Regions from separate parts of the Mus musculus genome. Here region 2 is linked to region 1. The links are chromatin contacts, called in public promoter capture Hi-C maps. All regions are on one chromosome and are shown on one strand. Each heading gives the region's core, a stretch centred on a gene start, on an enhancer-like site or on the middle of the called end of the contact. The rest is flanking DNA. Distances are from core to core; before and after follow the strand shown. Region 1 holds the start of Arid5a (AT rich interactive domain 5A (MRF1-like)). Region 2 holds the start of Mgat4a (mannoside acetylglucosaminyltransferase 4, isoenzyme A).

Region 1 (6,681 bases), core at 1,323-3,822:
GTCCTGTTTTCTGAGATCGCTGAACAGCTTTGAAGGTCTCAGATGAATCGTGGTACTGACTTTCCTGCGTGACTTCCAGCAACTTACTGAACCTCTCAGGGCCTGCAAGCTTCAGGGTGAGATCCACCCCCAAGGTCTGGTCCAGAGAGAGAGAGAGAGAGAGAGAGACCAGCATGCAGCATTAGAAGGTAGCCTTAGTTAAGTCTCTCCCCAATAATCCTCTGAGAGATACAGAACTTTCTCAGCAGGATTCAGATAATCAAGGGCAAAAACAATCAGAATTATATAAGTTAAAACACACACATTAGCCGGGCAGTGGTGACACACGCCTTTAATCCCAGTACTCGGGAGGCAGAGGCAGGCAGATTTCTGAGTTCGAGGCCAGCCTGGTCTACAGAATGAATTCCAGGACAGCCAGGGCTACACAGAGAAACTCTGTCTCGAAAAACAAAAACAGGGCTGGTGAGATGGCTCAGTGGTTAAGAGCGCCGACTGCTCTTCCGAAGGTCCCGAGTTCAAATCCCAGCAACCACATGGTGGCTCACAACCATCCGTAACGAAATCTGATACCCTCTTCTGGAGTGTCTGAAGAAAACTACAGTGTACTTACATATAATAAATAAATAAATCTTTAAAAAGAAAACAAAAACAAAAAAAAACCCCACACACATTAAACAAAGTTACATGTTTTACCATACCATGAATACATATATTTATGAAAACAAGTAAGGAGCATTCCAAAAGACTATCCAATCTGATAAGGAGAGGGAGGGAACTGGATTTGGAGCGGAGTCAGAGAGGACTGATTTATTCTCAATGCCTTTTCCAGGAAGAATGTATTTATGCATTAATGGTGTTTTGTTTTTCTTCTGGAGGCTGCCAGAGAGACAACCAAACCATGGAAGCACTGATGAATGCTCACGCTATCCTGAGCTGGTGTTCTATGGATGGAGAGTGATGGAGGGCGGTGGCTGTGGGCTGGGGCAGGAGTGTGTAAAGCTTGAGCAACTGAAGTGTTTGTGCTTTTAGGAAGGCAAATGGAGGTATCATTCCTCAGCAGGGTTTATTGGCTGTTGTAAATTACTTTCTGTTGCAAAGAGTTGCCTCAGGAGACAATTAAATTTAGATCTTATTGTTCGCAGGTTGCCCGAGACAGGTGTTGACTTGCTGAGGCTTTGCACAAACAGCACTGCCTGAGAGTGAGCTCTCCTGCCTGGACGGTAGGATCCTCCTTTTCAGAGGTCGGATTAGCTGTGGCTTTGAAAGGTAGTGAGTGCCTCATTGATAGATGTATCCAATCCAGGAGGTAGTGGATGGTCTATACTGCAACACTGAAGGCAGCGTGCAGATCTCCATACCTAACCTGGCACTGTAGCTAACCCAACCAATCGACCCTTACCAAATGAACACAGTGACTAGAAGCCTGTGAAGTTTCCAGGTGGTATCTCTTGGTAGATTGCATCTCTGCTAGAGTCTTGGATCTCTTGGGGTGGACTGGGGTTTGTAATCTTGGATGTGGGAGGCACTGTTACAATCATTGTTCTGCTCGTTATTCTGAGCAGTTAATAAATATCAACCACAATATTGCCTGTTACCAGATCGGCAAGCACTGGTTTATTACAATTATCCACCAAGCTCACTGGTGTCTGCTCCAGGCTGAGCTTGCAGATCTGCCATTCCAGAGCTTATGGATAAAGCCCAGAGGGTCAAAGTCATCAAATGCAGACTGTCCATTTGTTCAGTGTGAAGGGGAACACTAAAATGTTGGGGGCTAACTATGAAGCCTTCCTCTGTGCCCCAATTCTCTAGCCCTACCACCGACCAGTAATATGAGCTAATTAATCACCCAGGCCTGTTTTGCTCTATATAATGAAGATAATGATGGTATGAAATGCACCGAGCTGTATGAGTATTATAGTTAATCAACAGAATTTGATTCCGGGGATACTAACTACATAATAGGAACAGAGTTCGAGTTCAAGCTAATAAGGCTTTCTGCTTTTAAATCTCAAGTTTTAGCGTCATCTTCTATAACCCACACGGGTCCAAATGACTGTTCTCTCTACTAATCTTGTCCACATTCACCCTCAACTCGTTCACTTCCTCTTTGCACGGTCCATCTTGTGGCTTTCACTCAGTCTACATGACATATGTAGACATGGGCATTTTGGGCATTAGGCCTGGACCACAGACTTTCTAGATTGGCCTCTGGTAGGCTAACAGTACTTACTGTGTAAAGTTGGAAAGGATGGAACCGGCCAGGACCACTTCAGGTAAAAGCCAGAAGCACTTTATTTAACCCCACCCAGTCTTTGGCAAGCTACAAAGAGCGGGCAGTTTTTCTAAGACTCTAGTTTTGCCTCTAGGGAAACCAACAGACATGCGACAGCAGTTGATTCTTGAGTTTCTTACATCAGCCCCTAGCTGCAAAGTGGGCGCACACTACAACTCCCAGACGTCCTCGGGTCTAAGGGGGCGGAGTCTGCTCCGCTCTAGAAAATAGGATTCACCAATGGGCGCCCAGAGCGCTGGGGGGGGGCGGGTCCATGGGCGGGTCCGCGGGGGAGGAGGCAGTCGAGCGGCGCCGGTAGTCAGTCGCGCCGAGAGCGCTGGGACAGGACGGCTGTGCGTGTAGAGGGTCTCTGCATAGCGACGCGCGCTCTCGCTGGGCCATGGGTAAGCGGCTGGCGGGCGGCGCCGGGGTCAGAGGGCTGGGGTCCCAGAGCGATCGTGGCTCTCAGGGTAACCCGAATGTCTGCGTGCTCTCTTCTCGTGGAAAGTCGGGGCGGCCAGGGGCTTCCCAGGCGTTTATCTCGAAACTCTCCTCTCCGAGTCTGGACTGAAATTCACTGAGCCGCCCACACTTCCTGCTGCGGTTTCAATCTCGAGCTGCTCTGGGCCCATTTGTTGTGACAGCTGTCAGCAGCAGCTTCTCGGCCGCGGGCCCCTCCCTGCCCCGTGCCAGCCCAGCGCTTCGCTTCTCAGAAACCGAGGCGCCCGGGCCGCGCGCAGCGCTTCCCACTGCGGCCGCGATTCCTGAAAGTGACTGCGCGGGTTTTGAAGAAATTGCTCAATGCGCTTTGAAGAATCAACGGTTCCTCTTTTCTGCCAAGGGACATGCTGATGGTTTGACGGTCACACGCTTCAGATCCCCTGCTCCTTCTCTCTTCTCTTTCCTTTTTCTTTTTGTTTCTTTTTCTTTCCAACCCCCAGCAGGAAAGACGGTTTCTTTTTACCCGCCTGATCTTCTGAGTTTCCCTCTTTTCCCTCGGGTCTCTTCAAAGGGACAGGGTGATGGCCCTGGACTGGGGGTGTTTAGTGGACCGAGGGCAGAAGCTCAGGCTGCCAGAGTGCGACGAACAAGTTTGGCTTTGCTCTTATTGCGAACTAGGGGCACAACCACACCACCGATCTGTGGCCCTTTGCACTCACTACCCAGGCGTTGCTCCCTGGCCGGGGTCACATCCCACACCTAACCCACAGGCACAGTGGGGCCAACCGTAGGCCGGGAAGGCCTCAAATTAATCCCAAATTGTGCTGCTCAGGCTGTATCCCCTAGTTTGCAGAGTCTTTCATTTCAGATGAGTGTAACAGGTGCTCCTTGCCCCGCCCCGCGGGCACTGCTGGGAATTGATGCAAATCTAAGGATCTCAGTGTCTAAAGAGGATGGATGCCTGGGCAGGGGAGGGTGAGGAATGTTAAGCTAGAGGGTCTGTCTCTACAGCAGTTAGTGTCCTAAATGACTGCTTGGCCTAGAACTTGAAGTGACAGAGGCAGAATGGCCTAGAATTATATACCCCACCCCGTCTTCTATTACAGAGAAACTGAGGCATAGAGACAGACTAAGGTCTGACAGTGAGGGAGGACCAGGCTTCAAAAACTCCTTGCTCTTTCTCTTCTTTCCTAGTGGCCTTCCGCTGCCCTCGGTGGGAAGCTGATCTGTAATGATCTAGATTGCCTCTTGGACGAGTGTAGCAGGCACCGTGCTAGGGTGAGGAGAGGAGGAGAAAGGAAAAGTGAGGTCCGGAAGTTCCCTGTGTAGGGGTTTTGGCCTTCTGTTGAGTCAACCTCTGCAGCTTGTTTCAGCATAGGTGGGGTGGGAAAACCGGAAATGATACATAGAGAGAGCAATTTTCATCAAACGTATGGATGAAGGGTGGGGCGGTGAAGACTCAGTCCTCCCAGGAGTAGGATCTCTTGGGCTCTCTCAGGGCAGTTGGAGTCTGGAATCTCATACCTGGTGCCCCTACACCCCTCTCTGCCTTTATGCAGCCCCTAGGACTCTCAGCTTGTCTCTAGCCGCTAACAGAGCTTGGCAGAGGTGCTGAGGGTGGGCTGTGGCTGGTGCTGTGTCCTGGATCCTCAGACTCCTGTCCAGCTGTCCTCAAGGCTGGCTCTTGGTAGGACTGTCCCCCCCCCCCCCCCAAACTGCCTACTGGAGCAAGCCCAAGGAGGAGAATGCCAGGCAGTTGGCTTCTGCCATAGAGTGGACTGACCGCTTCAAAGGCTGTCTTTGTTTCCTCTCCAGCTTGAGCTAAGTGAAACTTAAGCCAACAACCTCAGGCAAGGGGGTGGGGCTGTGTCTACTGGTTGTTATTGAGGTTGCTGTTGCCGTTATTGTTGTAATTGACGCAGTGTTCCCAGCCAGTGAGTTTTCATGAAAGGAAGTGTCACTTCCTTGCCATCACAAGAAGGGTGACTGGGGTAAGCAAACCAAGAAGAGGGAGGGAAAGTGGTAGCCGTGTCTGCGCCTGCTCAGGGGGGTGAGCCTTGAACCCTGTCTGAGCCTCAGTGGTCTCAGATCAGGTACACACTTCCCACATACTTAGGTCAGTCTGTCAGGAGCACCCTAGGGAGAATCGGATACGTGGGGACAGGCAGGTGTCAGTGAGGTGATCTGTAGGGAGAAGCATCATTTCTTGCTTTCTTCTGCTTAGAATACTGGCTATGGAGCCTAGCACACCCATCTCACAGATAAGGGGAGAGAGCTATAGAAACAGTGCTGGAGGTGATAAAAGATGCACCCAGCTTGGCATGGTGGTGTATGCCTATAGTCCCAACACTAGGGAATCTTACATTCAAGGCCAGGCTGGGCTACACAGAGAGACTGTCCCAAGCAAACAACTAACAAAACAAGCAAAGACAGCATCCCTGTGTGGTGCTATATTCCCCACCCACCCCCACTTTGTCCAGCACAATTTCAACTGATCTCAGTTCATTGGCTGGAAGGGCAGGGGGCAGGCTTACAGGGCTGCTTGATATCCCAACAGCCACCCCCCTGCCTCAGTGACTCCTCTGCAGGGTGACCCTCACTACTGTCATCTTCCCCCTTTTACACATAGCCTTTGTCTACCCAGACAGCAGGTTACCATTTCTTCAGAGAATCTCAGCAGTGTCCCACACATTTTCCTTCCTTAAAGGTTATAAGGTGATAGATACCCTCTATTACAAGGTGATGGGGCCCTGGGAGACTCCAAGGCCAGACACATTGATTCACACTGCAGACCTTCTGCCCCTTTCTATTCAAGGCCTGATTGGCTCCATGGTTCACACTGACCTATTCTTTTTTCTTTTTAAAGATTTTATTCATTTTATGTATTTGAGTACACTGTAGCTATCTTCAGACATACCAGAAGAGGGCATCAGATCCTGTTACAGATGGTTGTGAGCCACCATGTGGTTGCTGGGGTTTGAACTCAGGACTTCAGAAGAGCAGTCAGTGCTCTTAACAGCTGAGCCACCTCTCCAGCCCTGACCTATTCTTATTAGCAAAGGGATGGGGCTGTACAGATCCACTCAGGCTGTGTGGGGAAGTTTATACGCTCTGAGCTTAGTGCGCCAGCCGAGGTCTCCCTCCCCTATTTAAGCTCTAGACCTTAGGGTTCAGCCTTTTGGCACCATCAGACCTCTGTAGTTTAGAATCCCAGCTTTGCCACTGGAAAGCTGTGTGACCCTGAGGCAGGTTGTCTGACTTCTCTGAGCCTCCAGTATTACATCTGTTAAAAGGAAGATGATTCAGTAAGGCCTGCAGAGATGCTCAGCCCCAGGGAGCCCTGGAGAGATGAGCTTTGGTGGAGCCATAGCCATAGCTAGCAGAAAGAGAAGTAAGGAATGGCTGGAAAACACCGGCAAGTTTGGAAAGGGAGACTGAGACCCGGCCCTTAGTGCTGTAGCTTAGCATCCACAGCCCGAGCTGCCCCTGACACAGCCTTGACATTGACCCATGAGGAGCTGCGGCAGCTTCCCTGCTGTACCTGTGCCCACCTGCCTGCGGCCTAGGAAGGGACTCTGTCAAACTGTGGTCTCCTTGTATAGAGGGTGGAGTAGGCAGCCCAGGGAGCTGTGGAGGGAAGGCCTGCCATCGTACAGGAGGAGCAGACCGGGGATAAAGTTGTTTCTCAATTTAAGTGCTTTTCAACCAAAATCCCATTGAGGGTTTCTTGTTTGTTTGTTGTTGTTGTTGTTTGTTCCTTTAGAACAGTGGCTTCTTGACTTTCTTAATGTTGCAACCCTTTAAAACACACACAGTTCCTCATGTCGTGGTGACCCCCCCAACCATAATGTTATTTTCATTGCTACTTCATAACTCCCATGTCCTACTGTTATGATTCGTAATGTAAATATCTAGTACGCAGGATGTCTTTCTGGTAGGCGAGCCCTGTGAAAGGGGTCGAGACCCAC
Region 2 (6,681 bases), core at 1,178-3,677, 1.2 Mb after region 1:
ACATTATACAAACACACTTTTCACTTTCTGTCTATATATAGTCATATTTTGCTTCAGGGAGGATTTTGTTGGGGAAGGGCAGGTAGAGCTGATTATTAGAATAAATATCTAGCTGACATAAATCAGGAAGTAGAGATATGCAGAATCATTCTAAAATGATAATTTAAAAGGTTTTATTAATGGGGCTGGAGAGATTGCTCAGCAGTTAAGAGCACTGTCTGCTCTTCCAGAAGGCCTGAGTTCAATTCCCAGCAACCACATGGCGGCTCACAACCATCTGTAATGAGATCTGATGCCCTCTTCTGGCCTGTAGGGATACATGCAAGCAGAGTGCTATATACATAATAAATATATAAATCTTTAAAAAAAAAAGTTTTTATTAAGCTAAGTGGTGGTGGCCCATGCCATTAATGCAAGCACTTGGGAGGCAAAGACAGACAGATATCTATGAGTTCGAGGCCAGTCTGGTCTACAGAGCAAGTTCCAGGACAGCCAAGGCTACACAGAGAAATCCTGTTTCAAGAAACAACAACAAAGAGAGAGAGAGAGAGAGAGAGAGAGAGAGAGAGAGAGAGAGAGAGAGAAGTTGTTTTATTACATACAAATGAAGCCTATATAAAAGTATAAATGCTATAGATTAGCCATCCATAATACCCCAGAAGCATATGGAGTATTAAATACTGGGCCTAAGAAGTTAGCAAACCCCATTTTAGGGAAGATACGGTTAGGGAATTCTACTAATAAGTTCTGACATCTCAAAAGGAGGAGGAGTGTTACACTCCACCGGAATGCAGCTATTCATTTTACACCAGGGTTTTCCAAACTAAGCTTCATCGTGAAGCACACGTGAATGAAATCTCCAGAGAGGAGGAAACAGAACACACCTCGTACCCTTAAACCACCCCAGGCAGCTTGAGGCTGGCTCGTTAGACACAGGTGACCTACATTTGTGTCCGAGGCCACATATGTGAATACTTATCTACCGCCCTTACCTTAAGACTGTCCTGGCTATATTAATTGATAACAACCAAGTCTTTGAACAAAAAAATGACTACGTAACTAGCCATTCCTCCATCCTCCAAAAGAGGCTTCAACTCTAAACCGCAGAATGAGGAATATGTTTTGTTAATAGATTTAACAATCTTGCATCTGGGTTTGTTTTTTTTTTTTAATTAAGTTTTTAAAGTGTTCTCTGAAATATCCCATATGTTCCACGGCTAAGAACACTTTGGTTAACATTTGGTAGAGTCCTTCATCAGCATCCCACAGACAAAACAGAGGTGCCTGAAAGAACAAGAGGCACGATTCATGACACCCCGGATCAATGAACACCATGACGTAAGCCTGCACAACTTTATAAACCGCAATTATGAAAAACTCATGCCCTTTCCACTTAGAGAACATAAATATTTCTTTTATACAGCTTACATAATTTCATTGTCTAGTATGTGTTATGATTTACACTCAGGGGTTAATGGAACCTATGTCACCATAACCTGTTAGTAAAACTATTCTTTAAGCATTTGGAAGAGAAAGGAGCCTGAACCACAGAGCGCGTGTTACATGATTCTAAATTTAGATTTTTACATTCAAGTGAATAACCATGTCATTCTTTTATCTTTTACTAAATAATTTGTCGGCAGCAAAAAGCACAACAGCAAAATAGATGGCAGGCTCGAAGAAGATAACATACCATCTACAGCTATTTCCGAATTCTAAATGTAAGCCGTGAACCCGCTCCTGAGATCACAACGCTTAGAGAAATAAAAGCGGGCGCGGGAAGCGTACCACTGCCACCACTTAACGCCAAGCCTTCCAGACATCACCTGTCACACCTGGAGGGGTCCGAGACCCCACCTGAGGTCGGGGAGGGGATCCCACTCGCCGCTTCCATGGGATGGAGGAAACCCAGGCCTGGGAGGAATCCGGGCTCGCTCCCCCCGTACCTCCCGGAACATCTTAGTTCCCCGCAGGCAAGCGGCCCCCGCCCTACCTGCCCCGCGGCGGCGCCACCTCCAGCCCCCCAGCCCCCCAGCCCTCCAACCCTCCAGCCTTCCAACCCTCCAGTCGCGGGATCCTGCCCGCAACTCTTGGTCTCGGTGCACGCGCACACAGCACTGCACTTTCCCGGTGCTCCGGGACCGCCCGAGGCTCCAGGCCAACCACCGGGAAGGAGCGCAGCACCGAGGGGCTGCGGCTGCGGCGAGGCGCGGAGGGCGGCCGGCCCGCGCCCCGCTCCCGGTTCCGAGGCCCGGTGCGCGCGCGATCGGACGGCGGCCTCGGGACGCCCCGCCTCAGCCACCAGCAGGTGGGTGTTCCGCGGACCCCGCCGTACTCCTCCTGGCCGCCCCCTGCCCGGCGCCCCGCGCTCCTCACCTGCCGCGGGCCAGGGCGCTTCTGCCGCGGCCGCCGGCGTCGCTGCTGGAGCCGCCTCCGCCGCCGCGGGCCGCGCGCCCCGCCCTCGCCAGGGACAGCCCCTGCCCAGCCCCCGCCCCAGTTCCCGCCAGCCATTGGCCGCCACTTCCCTAAGCGCCCCGCCGCCGCTGCCAGTGGCCGGCCAGCCTGTCACTCAACGGCGCAATAGAGCAGCCTATATATTTCTCCCCAGCCCCTTTTTGCATCGGTGTTGCGGCCGGGGCTGGAGCGCAGCCGCCACATCTGGCTTGTACCCTCCGGCCTGAGCGCATGCAACCTCGGGAGGCAACAAAGGCCCCAGTGAGCCCACGGAATACAACCTGGTCACCATGGCCTTTCCTCCTAGCTCTGGGTCCCATCTTCTGGCGGTCCAGGCGCGGTGACAGGTCCTGGCTCTAATCCAACCATAGCTTCCAAGGCCCGCTGTTCCAAGCATTACACTGCCAGCATCAGTGAGGAGCATCGTTATCCTCCAGCTTCCAGGAGGAGGCAGAGACGCAGGGAGGACCATTTGGAGCAACTAGAAGCAACAAATATGACTAGGGTTTAAAGGCACACCACTCAGTGCTAATGTCCCCGATTTTTCTACTATGCAGTGTTAGTCTTCCCTTCTCTCTTGAGCACGTGTCAGATGACCATTTCTTAAAGTTTAAAACTGGTTTCAGATCGAAATGGATGGACATCTATAGAAAACGTGAGTGGCCTGCCCCTGTGCACGTTATCTGTTAGCTATCAAGCCTGGCATATATTAAGATCTTTAATTGCTTCTTACCATAATCCCGGCAAATCTTTAATTGCTTATCATATATGTTAATCCCCATTTCTCACAGATGAGCTTAAAAGGTTAAAGAGTTTACCTGTGGTTACAGAGCTAATAAGATAAGAGATGTGTCTGTCCTCCCTGTTACCATAATCCTCCCAACAACACTGCAAAGACATACAAGAAATCAAAAAACTAGGAAACAGCCTTGTTCCTGGCAAACACCAAGGCAATAAATATCTGGATCAGAAGACGACAGTAATTCAAAAATAGAAAACTCTAGTATACAACATCGGAATGAGGGGTTTTTGTTTTTGGGGGGGACGTTTTTTTTTTGTCTCAAAATTAAGTGTTTAATAATTAGCTATTATATTTATAGGTTTCTCAGCTCTCCTGTGGTGAGATTTCTCTCCGTTGTTCCTAAGCTGTTTTCAAAATCCCAAAAGAGGCTCACAGTCTTCTTCCCCCAGCTCTGCACCAGCCGGGGTATGGGAGAAGCATGATAAACCCAGTGGCAGCTTTGCTTTCTACTTTGGGGGGAAATAGAGCTAAATTCCCTGTATAACTGTGCCTAAAACATTGACAGTTAGCAACCCAGCACTAGACTTCAAGATGGACACAAGCACTATAGATGGAACCCCTACCAGACACAGCGTCTGAAACACGGTTGGGGTGAATTGCTAATTCTCCTGTCAGCATAGACACACCAGGCCTTGCTACCTTTCTACTGTTCTGAGTGTCAGATCAGTTCACAGCTTCAAGCAGAGGAAGAAAATACTCGACAGGAGAGAAACAGCCCTTGAGCTATGTTAGGGTCAGCTAAAAGACTGAGCAACACAGACAGTCATTTTTCCGATATCCCAATGTTATACAGAGAGAAACTAGAGAATTTCATGGATACAAATAGTTATTTAGGCAACTAACCGCGATTAAACCCAATTCTCCTTAATTCAGAGACTTCTGCTTCTCTGTTTCCATTTTCACCTTTAGCAACCCACCAGCTATCGGATGACTGAATGAATCTTAAAAAGACCTATTTCCGCTTTCTCTATTTTTTCCCCCCTGGTAAAGGAAGGGAATGAGAGTGTTCACAGACATTTTCTAAGCAAAGATCAAGGTCAGATGAGAGGAGAAAAAGGAAAAGATACGATGTGGGTACGGACTGGAGTGGTACCTTCAGGAAGAGTACATATTCAGACTCTGTAAACAGGGAAACATCAGAAGTTAAAAGAAGCAATAGACATCCATGAATTGAAGACCTTTTATAATATCTTCTGTGCATTTATTCAGTGTGGGGTCACAAGCATGCCAAGGCACTCACACAGAGGGCAGGGGGCAACTTGTGGGAGTTTGTGCTGTAGAGAACTAGGGATTAAACTCAGGTGGTCAGGCTCCACAGCAGGAGCCTTTAAAGGCTGAGCCATTAAAAACACAAAGAGGTAGAGGGATGCCTTTTTCATTCTTCATTGCCCTTCATCTGGCAGAAGGACAGTTTTTCTAAGAAACTTTAGTCCCTGCCATGATTAAACTTGTCTCTATTCACATTGTTGAGAAGAAGCTGTGGCATTCAGTTGGTTGAGCTAAGAAACTGTGATGGTTTGAAATATGCCTGCTCAGTGTGAGTTAGAGTCCGTGATTCCTCTCAATCTTGTTGACATTCACAACCTTGAATTTTCCAACTATGTCCAAGGCTATCTGCTTAACTACACTTTAATAGCCACTCATGAATGATGTAAGTTTGATTATTAGTGCATGAGAGGAGACACAGCGGAAAACAACTGCCCATCCTGTGTTTCATTTCTTAGAAAATGATTAACTGGGAGTTTGAGTATAAAAGATTGCTTTAGTTGCTGGGCATGGTGGCCCATATCTATAATCTGAGCACTCAGGACACTGGGGCAGGAGGATTACAAGTTATAGACAGGCCAGTCTCAGGGCAAGTTTGAGACCAGTTTGACCTAAGAGATTCTCTCAAAACAAAACAAAATATCTATTATCATGATCAGTTTAATTAGCAATCAAAGTCAGTTAGTCCAAATCCTGAGTCTGATCAAATCCTGTTTTGTTTTTGTTGTTGTTTTTCAATCTCTCCTCTTGCTTTTTCACGGTGTTTTTAATTCCATGGCTTCTCTTTTTACCTTTACACTGTCAGTAAAACCAGAGCTGAGAAGTTCAGCCTGTAATGTCACCACCATTCTGTAGCCCAGAGGTTCTCAACCTTCCTCGCACTGTGACCCTTTAATGCAGTTCCTCTTGTTGTGATGACTCCGGACTAGAAAATTATTTCAGTCACTATTTCATAACTATAATTTTGCTACTATTAAGAATCATGATGTAAATAGCTGTGTTTTCTGATGGGTGACTCCTGTGAAAGAGTGAATCAACCCCAGAGAGACCACAACCCACAGGTTGAAAACTGCTGCTGTAGCTGTCCCTAACACAGCTGTTGAGCCATGGCTGTTCTATATACAAACATTCACTCTTCCATGAGCCCCCCCCCCGCCCCCGCCCCCACCCCAAAAGGTCTATGATTACAGAGGCAGCTGGTGCCTCCCCATGGAGTCTCACAGACTAGTGAGAGACTTTGGTAAGTAATTAAACCACGGGAGCTGGGCAGTGATAGTCGGAGGCCATCAATCAGATTCTCGGGCAGGGACGGCTTCCTGGAAGTGACATTCAAGCTAAAAGCAGACTACACACAGGAAACAAATCTTTTTCTTTTATCTCTTTGATGGTGTTTGGTGGTGAGGCCTCTCATGCATTAATCAGTTTCCAAGAAATCAAGCCCAAGATTGCCAGGTTTGGGACCTGTCCTTCCCTGTGTTAGCAATCAGACTTGTATGGTTCGTACTCGGTTACAAACGTAATCCTGGTGTCCTGGGTTGGACCTGTGTTCAGTATGAGGGCTCCAAGAGGCGGATCACATCTGGAGATTCTCCTTGGCTCTTTCACATGTGTATGCAGAGAATCCCTGGTTTTACCTGGGAGACCCCGAGATGCTGCTTTTAACTACAGCTAGGACACTCCTCCTCCGGTGGTGAGCTATAGCTCTATACGGTGTCATAGAACTGAATATTGGGGTTGTGAAAACTCTGGTAACAGAGGTTCTAAACACATGAAGAACAAATGTTAATTCAAAATGAAACACGAGATGAATCGAAAGTGTTTGTTTGTGATGGCACCTGCCCACGTTACATGCGTTACACACACCACACACATCACACATGTTACATATACTACATGCATCACACACATGACATGCACTGCACATGTCACACACACTGCAGCCTTGTTCCTGAACACACAACATCTGCACTTTGCACTTGATGTGCCATCGCTCATACAATGCCTAGAACACTTTAACGCCAGCACAAAACTACTGTATGCTATGCCTTCCGATGTATACTCTGGAGAATGTAGACATGGGACACATTCTAAGGTGTCTGCTCTTATAGAACCATGATGCTTTCATTATTGACAACAATAGCATTTAATATTTACCTACT

The links. Capture Hi-C pulls out chosen DNA fragments and counts their contacts.
Region 2: a contact with region 1 is called in a promoter capture Hi-C map of adipose tissue, with 2.6 times the contacts expected there. The contact joins the promoter of Mgat4a here to the promoter of Arid5a in region 1.

What each region holds. Positions count from the first base shown.
Region 1 is chr1:36,305,161-36,311,841 of GRCm38.p6, forward strand. Arid5a (AT rich interactive domain 5A (MRF1-like)) reads left to right here and starts at 2,573. Exons shown (of 7, transcript NM_001172205.1): 1 at 2,573-2,676. The coding sequence starts at 2,673.
Region 2 is chr1:37,538,589-37,545,269 of GRCm38.p6, forward strand. It overlaps Mgat4a (mannoside acetylglucosaminyltransferase 4, isoenzyme A), which reads right to left and starts at 2,428. Exons shown (of 16, transcript NM_173870.3): 1 at 2,377-2,428.